Regions from separate parts of the Pan troglodytes genome. Here region 2 is linked to region 1. The links are chromatin contacts, called in public HiChIP or PLAC-seq maps. All regions are on one chromosome and are shown on one strand. The core of a region is the stretch at or near the end of the contact, and the rest is flanking DNA. Distances in the headings are between cores, read along the strand shown.

Region 1 (6,332 bases), core at 297-2,796:
ATCTAGCGTGAGAGAGGATATTGTTCATTGCACTCTTCACAGAGGTAGAATACAGTTAAGCTTTTATGCGAGATTGCACAGAAAGCTGTTATTATGAGCTTCAGCCCCCTAGTTTCTATACACATTAAATCCACCAAGAGATATAGAATCGTGTAAGGAAATGCTATAGAATATTTTAATATCAAAATGTAGAAATATTTGCTATCACACTTTTATAAAAGCCCAGATTAAAAATATATCAATTGCATTCTTCCATAGACTACAGTTCTTTGTTTATATTTGGTTCTTAATTTCACAAATTTCTATAGAAATTTATAAGTTCAAATGTTCCAGTACGTAAATTGGTTCCCAAAGTGATGAGTCCTTAGGAAACGGAACTTGCTGTATGAGTTTATTTTTTCCATGCTGTGCATTTAAGTATTAATCAGCACAGCTTTCAGGGATTTCTTTCTAATATCCTTTTCTATGTAAGATAAGGACTGCAATTCATTATACCATTGGAGGAGCCAGAGGCTTTGCTAAGCTTTGCCTTTCTTGACCGTTCATCTCAAATTTAATGAGAGCGTTGTGTGTGGGGGGGTGGGGGGGGGGGTGTGTGTGTGTGGCTATATTATATTGGTGACTGGACTTTAACTATGGCACAATGTTGGTTGCCTTTCAGGCTAATCGTCTCTCCGTTTCAGGAGGTCAAAGATCATTTCAGCCTCAGTGTGCTTTCTACCTGCCTACTAAGGGAGGCAGCAAATTTGGTCCTGGGCAACTGAGAGGTGACTTTTATCACCAGTTATTTTTCTTCACATCTTTCTATCAACATAATAGCTCAGGGAACACTCAAGAAATACAAAATTACACTTCACCAAGTACTAGCTTTCTGGGATGTGATCACTTCTAAGTGTAAACCTCTATTACCCTAGCAGTGGTCCCTGGCGTTCCTTTTATTCCTCTTATATATAAACATCACAAAAAATAACAACAAACCCTCAAGCCCACAGCAAAGAGAATGCAAGCACGGCACCTTCCCTCTTCGTACTGCCGTTTTAACTTGGTAGAGGAGGTTAAATTTTGGAGAGAATGGTGGCATTCGTAGGAGGGGCGGGGTAAAAGTGTTGTCTAATTACACGTTAATGGCAGAACTCGCCTTAACCACGTCCCTCCTGCACAGTGGTGAATTTCTCCTGTGTGTTCCTGTGTGGATCCCGAGACCCTTCTCGCTTTAAGAGAGCCTCCCGCGCCCCTCACTCCGCCCCTTCCCAAGTCTCTGGGCTCGTCAAAGCTTCCCGAGAGCCATGGTTGGTCCAGGCAGGCAATCGGAGCACCTCATGGAGCGGCTGCTAACCCAGGGTGGGGTGGGGTGGGGTGGAGGGGTCTGTTTGTAGTACTCTCAGTCCTGATGTCACAGGCGCGGCAAGGACATCGCAAGGAGGAGTCGGATTACAGTAAGGATGGGCAGTGCAGCAGGCAGCCCGAGCGCACTCTCCAGCCGCCGGGGATCTTAGCCCTGGAAAGGCAGCCTGCAAGGCGCTCATCCCGCGGAGGAGGCACGCTCTCGGCGCTCACTGCTCTCCACGCCGGGGACATTTCCACCGAATGTAGCATGAAACGGCTCTGCTCTACGTGCCAGCCTTGGGTGAGAGCTGATGCTGAAGACACCGCGGTGGGATTCCAGCTGTCTGATTAATGAGAAACATAATGTATTTTGGTGAGTGTTCACTCTGATGATGTAATTCTGGGGGTGTCCGGCTCTTCATCCGTGCAGACAAGCCCTTAAAAAATTCTTTAAGCAGCAAGAATATATTACATTAAACCTACCTCCAGTTGGCAACTGGAGGACCAAGCCGGTGCAGCCTTCAAAGCTTCCTTTGTGCCACAATTGGGGCTGTTAATTTAGCCGTGGATGAGTTTAAGTTGGAAAAGAAAAGAGACAGGGACATGTGGAGGGGGCGGGGGGGTAAACTTTGCCTTGATTTGCCTGAATGAAGTTGGCTCTTTTAGCTAGGTGAAGGAGAAATAGTGCAGCGTGGGAAGTCATGAGCTAACTTAATGGAATGTGAAACAAAGTTCCTATACAATTGATGCTGTGAAAGCTTAGTCAATATGAGCATTTCATTCAGTATTTGCTGGTTTTTCTTGTTCTGAGGCGGAAAAGGAAAACATTCTCTAGTGAGCAGTGTGGTTGAGCAGCTGAGAACACTTCTCTATATCATCTCAGTGCTCTGTCTAGCTAGGAGCAGCCTAGCACAAAATGCATATTATTTGAAACCTTTAGAGGTCTCGGAGATGTCAAATATTTGTGCAGTTTAGTTTTGTGCCACGGTAGAAACCTCAGTTAGGTTTTCAGTTGAGCTGCCTGCATTTCCAGAGAGCATGTTGAGGCTTGGATCCGAGCTATCAGTTGAGCACTGGAAGTGGGCTTGGAGCTGTGCATTTGCACTCTAACGCCGCAACTTACTGCTAGTACAGGAGGCAAGCCCCTTCACTAAATAAGAAGAAGTCAAAGATAAGGACTGAATATTTGTTCCTCCTCTCTGAAGTTATGCTTTCCTTCTGTAAGTCCTATCTGGCATCATCATTTAAGGGCATCTATGCGATATTAAAAGGTTTGATAGAGCAACTGGAGAGGGGCTAGGAAATGTATCCAAGATGCAAATGCTCTGATTTCTTGGTTTGCTTTAAATATTAAATCTAGCGTCTTCTTTCAGATTAAAGAGGTATTTAGGTAAACTTAGGTTGGAGCACTATTAGTTTGTTGGAAATTTATTTCTGTATGTACTATTTGCTCTGTTTTGTTTCCTTTAGGCTTTGAGACATTTGAGAGTGTGTGGAAGGAATCTAAGTTCCAAAAGCTAAATGCCTTTAGTTGTCTTGACAGTTTTGATTTGCCTATAATTTGTATCATATTAGAAGTCTTAAAATAACTGAAAATGATTTGGAAGAAACAATTTCATTGCATCGCCAAATTTAAGCAGAATCTATAGTTAAAAACCATCTCTTTCCAGTGGGTAGTAATGGAGGTGGTAAGCTTGTTTATTGGCCACTAACAGAGTTTATCATGCATATATTTTCATAAATGGAAAAGCTTGTAAAGATAATAGGTCTTTTGGACAAAATACAATTTCAGCATCAGTAATGATACTGAAGGATGATGAAACAGATTATAATTTTAGTTTATATTTTCACCCTCTTGAAACAATTCCTTATGTGATCGTCGTGAGGAAGTAGGGCCAATTAGAATAGCAGTAGAGTCTAAAAGTACTGGTCAAAGGCCATCCATGCTGTACTGGATTATCGTGTGACTATTGGAGAAATGTTCACTGGGCTAGCTTGTGTTATTAACTGTATGCTAGTTCAGCCTCTTGTAAAGCAGAGTGATTCATAGGGTAATCAATTTCATTGTGTAATGCAAGTTTTTAATAGTACGAATTGAAATGTGATGTCCTACTTACTTTAGATGAAACTCTACTCTTTGAAAGGCAAGGCTAAAGTTGCCCTCAGTGTCTTGAACATTGTCTTACCATAATTTTGGTATAAGAAATGTTTTTCTGCTCCCAGAGGAAATCCTATGTATTCAGGAATGCTGTTTCTTTCGGGTTATGCTATGCAGCTTCTCGTACAAGCTGTTAGATATCCACAACTTTGGGAGCCCACCTGTCTCTAAAAAAAAAATGTGTGGTACAAGAGCGAGGGCAAAAAGAATTGAGCAGTACACTTCAGGCATGTTAAAATTCAATAGCATCCTAATGTTTGAAAATGCTGAAGACTATGTATTTATATATGTATGTATGTACGCACACACATATATGTGTACATGTGTATGTATCTTAATGTGTGTGTGTGTTCAAAATTGTAACGATTTCAGGTAATTTTTCAAAACAATGCTTTCACTTTGCAAATTGGTTGGCCATGACTTTCTTCTTCATTTTTCAACTGCAAATGGTTTATCAAGTCAGGGAGAACAGGGACAAAGGGAAAGCAATGCTGCATTCTTGGGCTTTTCTGGTGACTTGTGAGAATGGGGTAGAGATGTCACAAATCCTTTATTTGTGTCCCCAGCAGAGCGTGATGAAGAGCATGGTGATGCTATGGTACGGGTGAATTGATATGAAAGCGGGATATTTACTTCCTTTATAAATCATCTGATTTGTCAGTGTTGCCCCCCACCCCCACCCCTTCAAATATAGCTGAAGAATCACTACCTGAATAGCCTGGCTCAGCCTATCTGCTTCAATTCATTCCTCCTTTCCCTTGGGACTGGACAACTGGACCCTGCCCTTGCTTAGTTGGAGTCAGTTGTGTGTGTGTGCAAGTTGGTGGAAGATGTAATATTTTCAGATCTCAAGAACAGCTCATGTTTGGAGTGTGCTGTCTCAGACTTGCCAGAATAATAGAGCTTTCTAATGACTTAAGCCTCACTCTTATCTCCTATTGAGATTTTAGTGCAGTGTTTTCAATAATCGTTCATTTGTACTTCCTGTGCTGTGATTTAAGAGTTTGCTGTTCAGTCACCGTGGACACTTTTGTTACTTATTCTATCGATCTTGGATCTTGCATTCACCATTTGGAGTTAAATATAAGGTTCACATGGGAGAAGGAAGCAGGGAAAATCTCAGTCAGCAACCTGAGTGGGATTTACTGTAAAAGCAAGGGAAAATAATAAATACTTATAAATTTACCCTCCCACCCCCATCACTATTTTAGATAGTTAAAAATTACATGTTCCAAAGATGAATAGCCATTAATAATTTATCCAGAAATAAAAGCAAGGCAGCTGGGAGACTTCTTCCTAGATGAAGGAAGAGAGGCTGTGGGTGGTTGTCAGTACAAGGGACTGAGCTGCCCAGTTACAGTTTGGTTAAGAGGACTGTGCTGGTATGAAGGGCAGGTTATTTGCCTGAGTGCACCCCAGCAGTTGCTCAGCGCCTGGCAGAAGGTTGTAACTGTGCACTGTCTCCAGCTCTCAGCACCGTATGTTTGAATTGTCTCCCCATTCCCATCTGGCCTGACACATTTCTCCACTGCTGGGTAGGTGAGTTGTTGCCAGTGGTCATGCCAACCACACAGATTCCCCATGGTTGGCCAGAGAGATGCCATGTCTCACCCGTTGCCATCAGGAGAGAAAATGGGAGGCTGATTGTGCTGAAGAAATTCTGTGTGGCTGCATATCAGTAAGCTTTCAGTTCTGAGTCAAGCAGGTAGAGACTGTGGTAAGCTTATAGCCAAGAAGGATCTGGGGCTTGCCCCCATGAGAATACTCCTAAAAAAAATGAAATGATACACTTTAAACAGAACTAAGAGGCAAATATTAGAGCTCTCCCTAAATGTTCCTATTAATGGCATATTAATTAAACCTAGAGAAAAGGGCAGGCAAAATTTAGAAAGTGTGAATGAATCATTCAAGTTTGCCTTGGTGTTAGTTGTGGATCAACTCTCTTCATTAAAATGCCTAAGGAAAATAGGAAAAACATTTGGTGGCATGCCTATAATAAAAACAAAACAAAACAAAACAAAAACCTCACTGAGGAAGCTTTTAATACAACAGCTAAAAAAAAAAAAAAAAATCTAGTAGGAAAATTCTAGGACAGAACCCTATTCCCCTGCCTATAATAGACGCATTTGTACCTTGTCTTAGGAAGGACTTTTTTCCCCTGGGATGTTTAGAACATTCTCATGTCAGCACTTACACTTTTGGTTGTAGCTGGACCATCAAGTTCACCTCCAAACTAGTGTGTTAGAAAAATATTTAAATGGCAAGGTTATGAGGAAGGAAATGATCAGAAAGCAGCAGGCAGCAGAGAAAAACATTCCTCTTTTTTAGTGGTTTCAGTAGAAACATTTAACTCCTTCTAATTAGTTTGTACTGAGTGATCTGTTATGAGGAATTAGGTCCACTCGACTATTTCTAAACACTCAGCCACTGTTTCTATCTCCCCAAAGCTGACAGGGGTGAGAATAATTCAGGAAGAAACTTCTATGTCTAAAGTCCCCCTTTTAAAGTGTGAAGTCCTGACCATTGTGTCTTATTACAAATACCTCTAAATTACATGCAATAAATTACTACAAAACAGGGCTGGAGAATGTTAACAGGTGAATACTATCAGAAAGGGTCATGAATAAGAACCTGAAATCTAAGATAACTTTAAAAGCCATAAAGATTTCTTCCTCAAGACTATTCTCTTTTTAATTTCATATGAAGTTCCTATTTTAAAAGCCAAATTCCAAATTTGATCAACATGCCAGTAACATGGATTCCTTATCACATCCTTAAATTTTAAGCTAGTTTTTTTAAAGGATCTCCACAGTTGTTGTAATTATATGGAAATGAGGTATGCTTATTT
Region 2 (6,138 bases), core at 1,816-4,315, 370 kb before region 1:
CAGTATATCAAAGAGATATCTGCACTCCCATGATTATTGCAGCAGTATTTATAATAGCTGTGAATTGGAATCAACCTAAGTGTCCATCAACAGATGAATGGATAATGAAAATGCGGTACTTATACACAATGAAGTACTATTCAGCCATTACAAAGAATGAGATCACGTCATTTGCAACAGCATGGATGAAGCTGGAGGACATTATAAATGAAATAAGCCAGACACAGAAAAACATGACATATTCTCACTTGTGGGAGCTAAAAATTAATACAGTTGAACTCGGGGTGATAGAGAGTAAAATAACGGTTACCAGAGGCTGAGAATTGTAGGGGTGAGGGAGAATGGGAATGGTTAATGCATACAAAAATAGTTAGATAGAATGAATAAGACCTAGCAGTTGTTTGCACAACAGGATGAGTACAGTCAGCAATATATATATATATATAGAGAGAGAGAGAGAGAGAGAGAGAGATGGAGTCTAGCTCTAGTTTTTGTTTGGTTTGGTTTGGTTTGGTTTGGTTTTTCTGAGACAGAATTTTGCTCTTGTTGCCCAGGCTGAAGTGCAGTGGTGCAATCTCAGCTCACTGCAACCTCCACCTCTTGGGTTCAAGCAATTCTCCCTGCCTCGGCCTCCCGAGTAGCTGAGATTACAGGTGCCCACCACCACACCCAGCTAATTTTTGTACTTTTTAGTAGAGATGTGGTTTCGCTATGTTGGCCAGGCTGGTCTTGAATGCCTGACCTCAGGTAATCCACCTACTTTGGCCTCCCAAAGTGTTGGTATTAAAGGCGTGAGCCACCGCACCCAGCCCAGTCAGCAATAATTTTTTGTTGTACATTTTATATACATTTTAGAATAGCTGAGGGAGTACAATTGGAAAGTTTGTAACACAAAGAAATGATAAATGCTTGAGGTGATGCATACCCCATTTACCGTGATGTGATTACACATTTTATGCTTGTATCAAAATATTTCATAAATGTATACACTTACCTCATCAATATATACACCAAAATATCCCATAAATATATACATCTACCATGTACCCATAAAGATTTTAAAAACTAAATAATTATATAAATAAATATCTCAAATGTAACTTGTGTAAAACTGTACTCTTGAACTTCTCACTTTAAGATCTACTCCTCCTACCTTCTTGGTAATTCAGTCTCCCCCGCTTCTCCCCTCCACTTTTTCTCTTTTCTCTTTTCTCTTCTCTTCTCTTCCATCCTGTCTCATCCCATTGCATCTCATCTTATGCTATTGTAATCACTCCCAATAATCTATCAACTCATCATCCAGAATGTTTCTATCAGAACAGATGTCAGATGCTATTCTTCCTTTGCTCAAAGTCCTCCATGACAACCCATTGTATTTGGAATAAAAGTAGTCTTTAAAGTTGTCTCCAAAGCCCTATATGATCTTATCTCCTAATACTTTTCTTAAATCATTTCTTGCTCCTTTCCCAGTCACTTATGGCATTCACCCATACTGCTTTACTTCGTCTTTTGCCAATGCAAAGGAAGGTTGATTTTTACATCAGGGCCTTTGCATTTGATGTTGCCTCTGTTTAAAGTATTTTCAGAAAACTGCATGCATGACTCATTTCTTCACCCCCTTTAGCATGTGACTCGAATGTCACCGTCTCAGTAGGCCTTTCTTGGTACTTTCCATATCCAAATTGTTACCTCCCCCATACATATACTCTCTGTTCTTCTTTCTTCCATAGAACTTATTATTCAAGAAACCCTATATGATACTTATTATCTTATTTTTTTTCTCTTTCTGTTTTTGAAATTAAGCTCTACAAATGCAGAGAGCTTTGTCACTTTTCTTTATGGCTGTGTCATCAGCACCTAGAAAAGATTCTGACATACATTTAGTGCTCGATATTTTTAGTATGATTAGAGTCAATACATACATTTTTCATAGTAGACAATATTTCATTTGATATACTTACTACAATTTTATATTTGAGAAAATACTATTATTGGGAAATGAGATCCACAACTAGTTACTTCTATAAAATCCAGAATCAATTACAGTGGAAAAAAAACAATTTTCTAGAGTAAAAATGGAAACCCTTTGATGACTTCAACCGAATGCAGGTCCTGATGCTTGTCACTTGCAAGCTTCAATTAGTAAGAGCAAGTTCTGGTAGAAGAAGGTAAACTTATTAACTAAAACTAGTAAAGGGGAAGCAGTCAGATTTTTACCCAAGATAACAGCTTTGATTTTGAGGGGGAAGGAAGGGGTTTCAATAAAGAAAACTTGATAAAGAAGTCAGGCAAAAATTGGGCTGAGACGATATTTGTGTGTGTTGCTCTAGTGGCTATCAGTCCACCTGACCTTGGGCTGATGTCATCTCAGTAATGATCAGGTTGTTAGCTAGCCACTTTGAATTAATCTCTGGAATTCTGTAGCTGGGTCTCCAGACTTGGTCTGTCTGTTTTAAGATTAGCCCCTTGAACTTCTAATACACATAGATACTAACATACAGTTAGATAAATGTAAAGGGAATATATGCAGTGAGAAAGTGAGGGATGTAGAGTCTATTTTAAGGCTAAAGGAAAAAGCTACTGCAGTTTGCTTCAAGGTTATATAATGAAACCCAAGAGAAAGGGAAAGAAAACTTTTAAAATGCCCAGGTACAGGGGATTATGTTTTCCCAGCAATTCTCACTTTTCATTATTTTTAAAAAAAATCACATCATTCAACAACTTCCCCTAAGTTTTGCAAGCCCAGGAACATGAGGACCAGTAGGTATAATTACTGTTTGTTTTGCATTTGTGCTTTGGAGATCCTTTGTGCATTGTGCACACTAGTCATCTTTCTGTAGAGGCTCACCAACTCAAAGCATTTGTCCTTTCTCATTTTAACAGGTTACCATTTTAAGGTTCTTTAATCAATACCTTTTTCCATTTACATCATATTAAGAGGCAATTTAAAAGTTTAATCAAAGACTTCAGCAGTTGTTGCTGATTATGCATGCTGAGTTAAATCTGGGTGCTGCAGACTGCAGATTGATTCATGCATGAGGTCCTGTGTGATAGGAAATGAAGGGAAACGGTTTCTCTCCCTGCTGTAAGCGCTTGCAGGAGGACTATTGATCTATTTGTCTTTGTGCTTCAGTGCTTGGCTGGTCAATTATTTACAGATCGCTAAGACAGTGAGTGTTTAGAAGTAAGTGAAAGAGGAAGGTTGAAATTATGCTTCTTCAGATTTTGGCTTTACTGATGAAGTTGATAAAATGAAAACACATTGTTTTAGAGAAACATAATTCACAGTAGGCAACAACCAGGCAGCTTTATCAGGCTGTCTTTAAATAAAAATAATTTAGATATAAAGCAACTTTGCATTTCTATGTGTTATTTTCACTAGTCTTTCAGATATTGAATATGGTCTAGTCAGAAGAAAAATACAACTTGGTGATTCATTTTGGTTTATGGGTGTAAAAAAGATGGTCTCAAAGTTCCCTTCTGCCATTAAAAGTCATTGTTTTTAATATTGTTCTCATTTAAAAATACTTTTCAAGGGCTTGTTTTGGTTCCTATGAAATGTCTTATGGTTATAAACGGTAATTAAGAAAACATATTTAAAGTTTGTTCTCAAGAACTGCCTCATAGAGGTTTTTGTTTTAGTATTAATTGAAATAAGTGATAGCACTATAAGCTAGATTATATTATTACTCACTAAATTTAGGTGACTACGTTCAGACAGCTTAGTTTTCTTTTAAATGATTTGTGTGGTATCGTGCAGCTAGTAAAGAGTAGAGATGGAATTCAGACTGTAGTGGTCTGAACTCAAAGCTGAAATATTTAAATGTTGTGCTGTGTATTAAGAGTTGAACTGCGTCTCTTCCAAGTAGACATGTTGAAGCCCTAATCCCCAGTGTGACACTATTTGAGGATAGAACTCTTAAAAAAGTAATTAAGCTTATATGAGGTCATAAGGGTATAGCCCTTAATCCAACATGACTGGTGTCCTCATAAGAAGAGGAAGGGATGCAGCACACAAAGAAAATGTCCTGTGAGGACCCAGTGGGAAGGTGTCATCTGCAAGCTGAGGAAAGGGACCAAAGGAGAAACCAAACTTCCAACACCTGAAGTTTAGACTTCTATCCTCCACAACTGTGAGGGATAAATGTCTGTTGTTTAAGCCACCAATCTATGGTATTTTGTTGTGGCAGCCCTAGTAAACTAAGGCACTCTACCTTCATTAAGTCCCCCACATTAAAAAAAAATGCAGCAGGACGTGGTGAATCACACCTGTAATCCTAGCACTTTGGGAGGTTGAATGAAGTGAGTGGTTTGAGACTAGGACTTCAAGACTAATCTGGTCAAGATAGTGAGATCCTGTTCCTACCAAAAAAAAAAAAAAAAAGAAAAAAAAAGAAAAAAAATTGAGTATGTTGGAGCATGCCTGTGGTCCCAGCTACTTGGGATGCTGAGGCAGGAGGATCACCAAAGTCATACCACTGCACTCCAGCCTGGGTTACAATGTGAGATCCTGTCTCAAAAAATAAAAAAATTAAAAAGCCACAATACCTAATGTGCAGTAGATGCTGAATAAATACTCACTAATAAAAGCTCATCAGATATCTCCTAAAACAGTTCAGCAGAGAAATCCCAGGGAATCCTGTGACACAAAATCTACTGGAGAGATAGTAAAACAGCCTATCTTCCAATCTACTACTGCCTAAGAGGCCCCAGCAACCTGTCCTGCACAGTGGCTGAAGTAACCATAAGCTAGCTATAAAAGCAGAGCAAATGATCAAAACCTATTTTGGGAGAGACAGTGACTCAAAACAGAGCAACTCTAAGAAGCTAGAGGAGAAGGCCATTATGGAATCAAAACCAGTTGAAAAAGTAGAGGATAGAGCAATAAAAGGTGATAAGAATTATTAATAAATCATTTAAGCATTCACAAACAAAAGCATATTCCCCCCAACAAATTATGTCTAAATATAACATTTTAAGATTAAAATAGTAGTAAATTAGTCTAGACTGCATTTCAGTTTATATGACAAGAAGATATGATTTTACAGATTTGGCCTCGGACATAAGTCAATGCCTTGTATTTTTATTTAACATTTCTTTTGACTAATTTTATAGTAATGAAGATGTTGATTTATATTCTTAATCCATGTTAAGTAGCTGACAAGGTATTTTTTCTATATTAAGTTCCAAGCAGATTCCTTCTGAAGCCAGTGCCAATGGCAAAGTTCATCAGGCGGGTGGTATTCTTGGCAGCACCACAGGACGTCCTATCCCTGGGCTTTGTAGCCCCTGTAGAACAGTTAATCTGGACTTGATTCCTTTATATTTAAGATAATTAATATTCAGTTTTTTAGAATTAGGTAATCCCTGAAAAAACAGTACAATAGCAGGTGATAGTTTCTTATGTCTCTGATCATATTCCATGTTAAAAACTAAAAATTTTTCAGTCTGGTCGATAATGTTATAAGACTTGCAAATGTTTCTAAAAACTTTTATCTACAAAGCAGTAATGGAAAGTACATGTGAAATGCTCAAATTTGTATGTATGAAATGAATTAAGAAACAGTGTTAAAATAGTGCTTACATCATGTTCCTAAGGCCTGTGAAATTCTAAACCCAGAACTATGACTGTTAACAGAAGAGGTGCTAGGTCAGATCAAGGATATCAGGCTTCAGAGACAAAACAGCTATCTGCTCTTTGTTTGTCTTAACCATCGAGAGGCTGTTCTTCCACACCAACATGAATGAATTTCCCTAACCTCTTACCGATATCACTGGGAAAAAAAGTTGAATTGCTTAATTCACAATACTAGAAGTATACCTAATGGTGTAATTTACATGTGGGCAATCATTTTAAAATGTCTTATCTAGGCAACACCCTTTGGAGATGTACAGTCTACAACCTGTACAACTATATGCAGCAACCATGTTTTCACTCCCTCCCTCACCTTACAAACGCAATCTCAGATGTTAAGCACCATGCTTGGATTTCAACTTATATTTATATTTACAGTTTTCTAAGATTTCTTACTTTTCGTTCCATGAAGAAATTTATCAATTATGGCAAAACAATTTATGGTTTGGAGGGATTACCAAACTAAAGTTATTTTCTCTATGCCAGTCACCTGAGACTACTAA

What was found. HiChIP or PLAC-seq counts read pairs in DNA pulled down with a chosen protein or histone mark.
Region 2: a contact with region 1 is called in an H3K4me3 HiChIP or PLAC-seq map of stem cell-derived excitatory neurons, with 7 times the contacts expected there. The contact joins two enhancer-like sites. A contact is called at or near these places in 2 of 7 Hi-C or Micro-C datasets (blood and stem cell-derived neural progenitor cells) and 1 of 1 datasets of contacts at active chromatin or transcription factors (stem cell-derived excitatory neurons).

What each region holds. Positions count from the first base shown.
Region 1 is chr2:25,742,810-25,749,141 of NHGRI_mPanTro3-v2.0_pri, reverse strand. All of the region lies in intron 7 of ZNF385D (zinc finger protein 385D), which reads left to right. Among named protein-coding and RNA genes, the nearest start is that of ZNF385D, 630 kb to the left of the region's middle. Within about 2 kb of position 1,546, at least 8 of the 24 cell types and tissues checked have an H3K27ac peak or open chromatin away from gene starts, as enhancers often do. A contact at or near this core is called in stem cell-derived excitatory neurons, where this site is marked.
Region 2 is chr2:26,109,963-26,116,100 of NHGRI_mPanTro3-v2.0_pri, reverse strand. All of the region lies in intron 2 of ZNF385D (zinc finger protein 385D), which reads left to right. Among named protein-coding and RNA genes, the nearest start is that of ZNF385D, 260 kb to the left of the region's middle. Within about 2 kb of position 3,065, at least 2 of the 24 cell types and tissues checked have an H3K27ac peak or open chromatin away from gene starts, as enhancers often do. A contact at or near this core is called in stem cell-derived excitatory neurons, where this site is marked.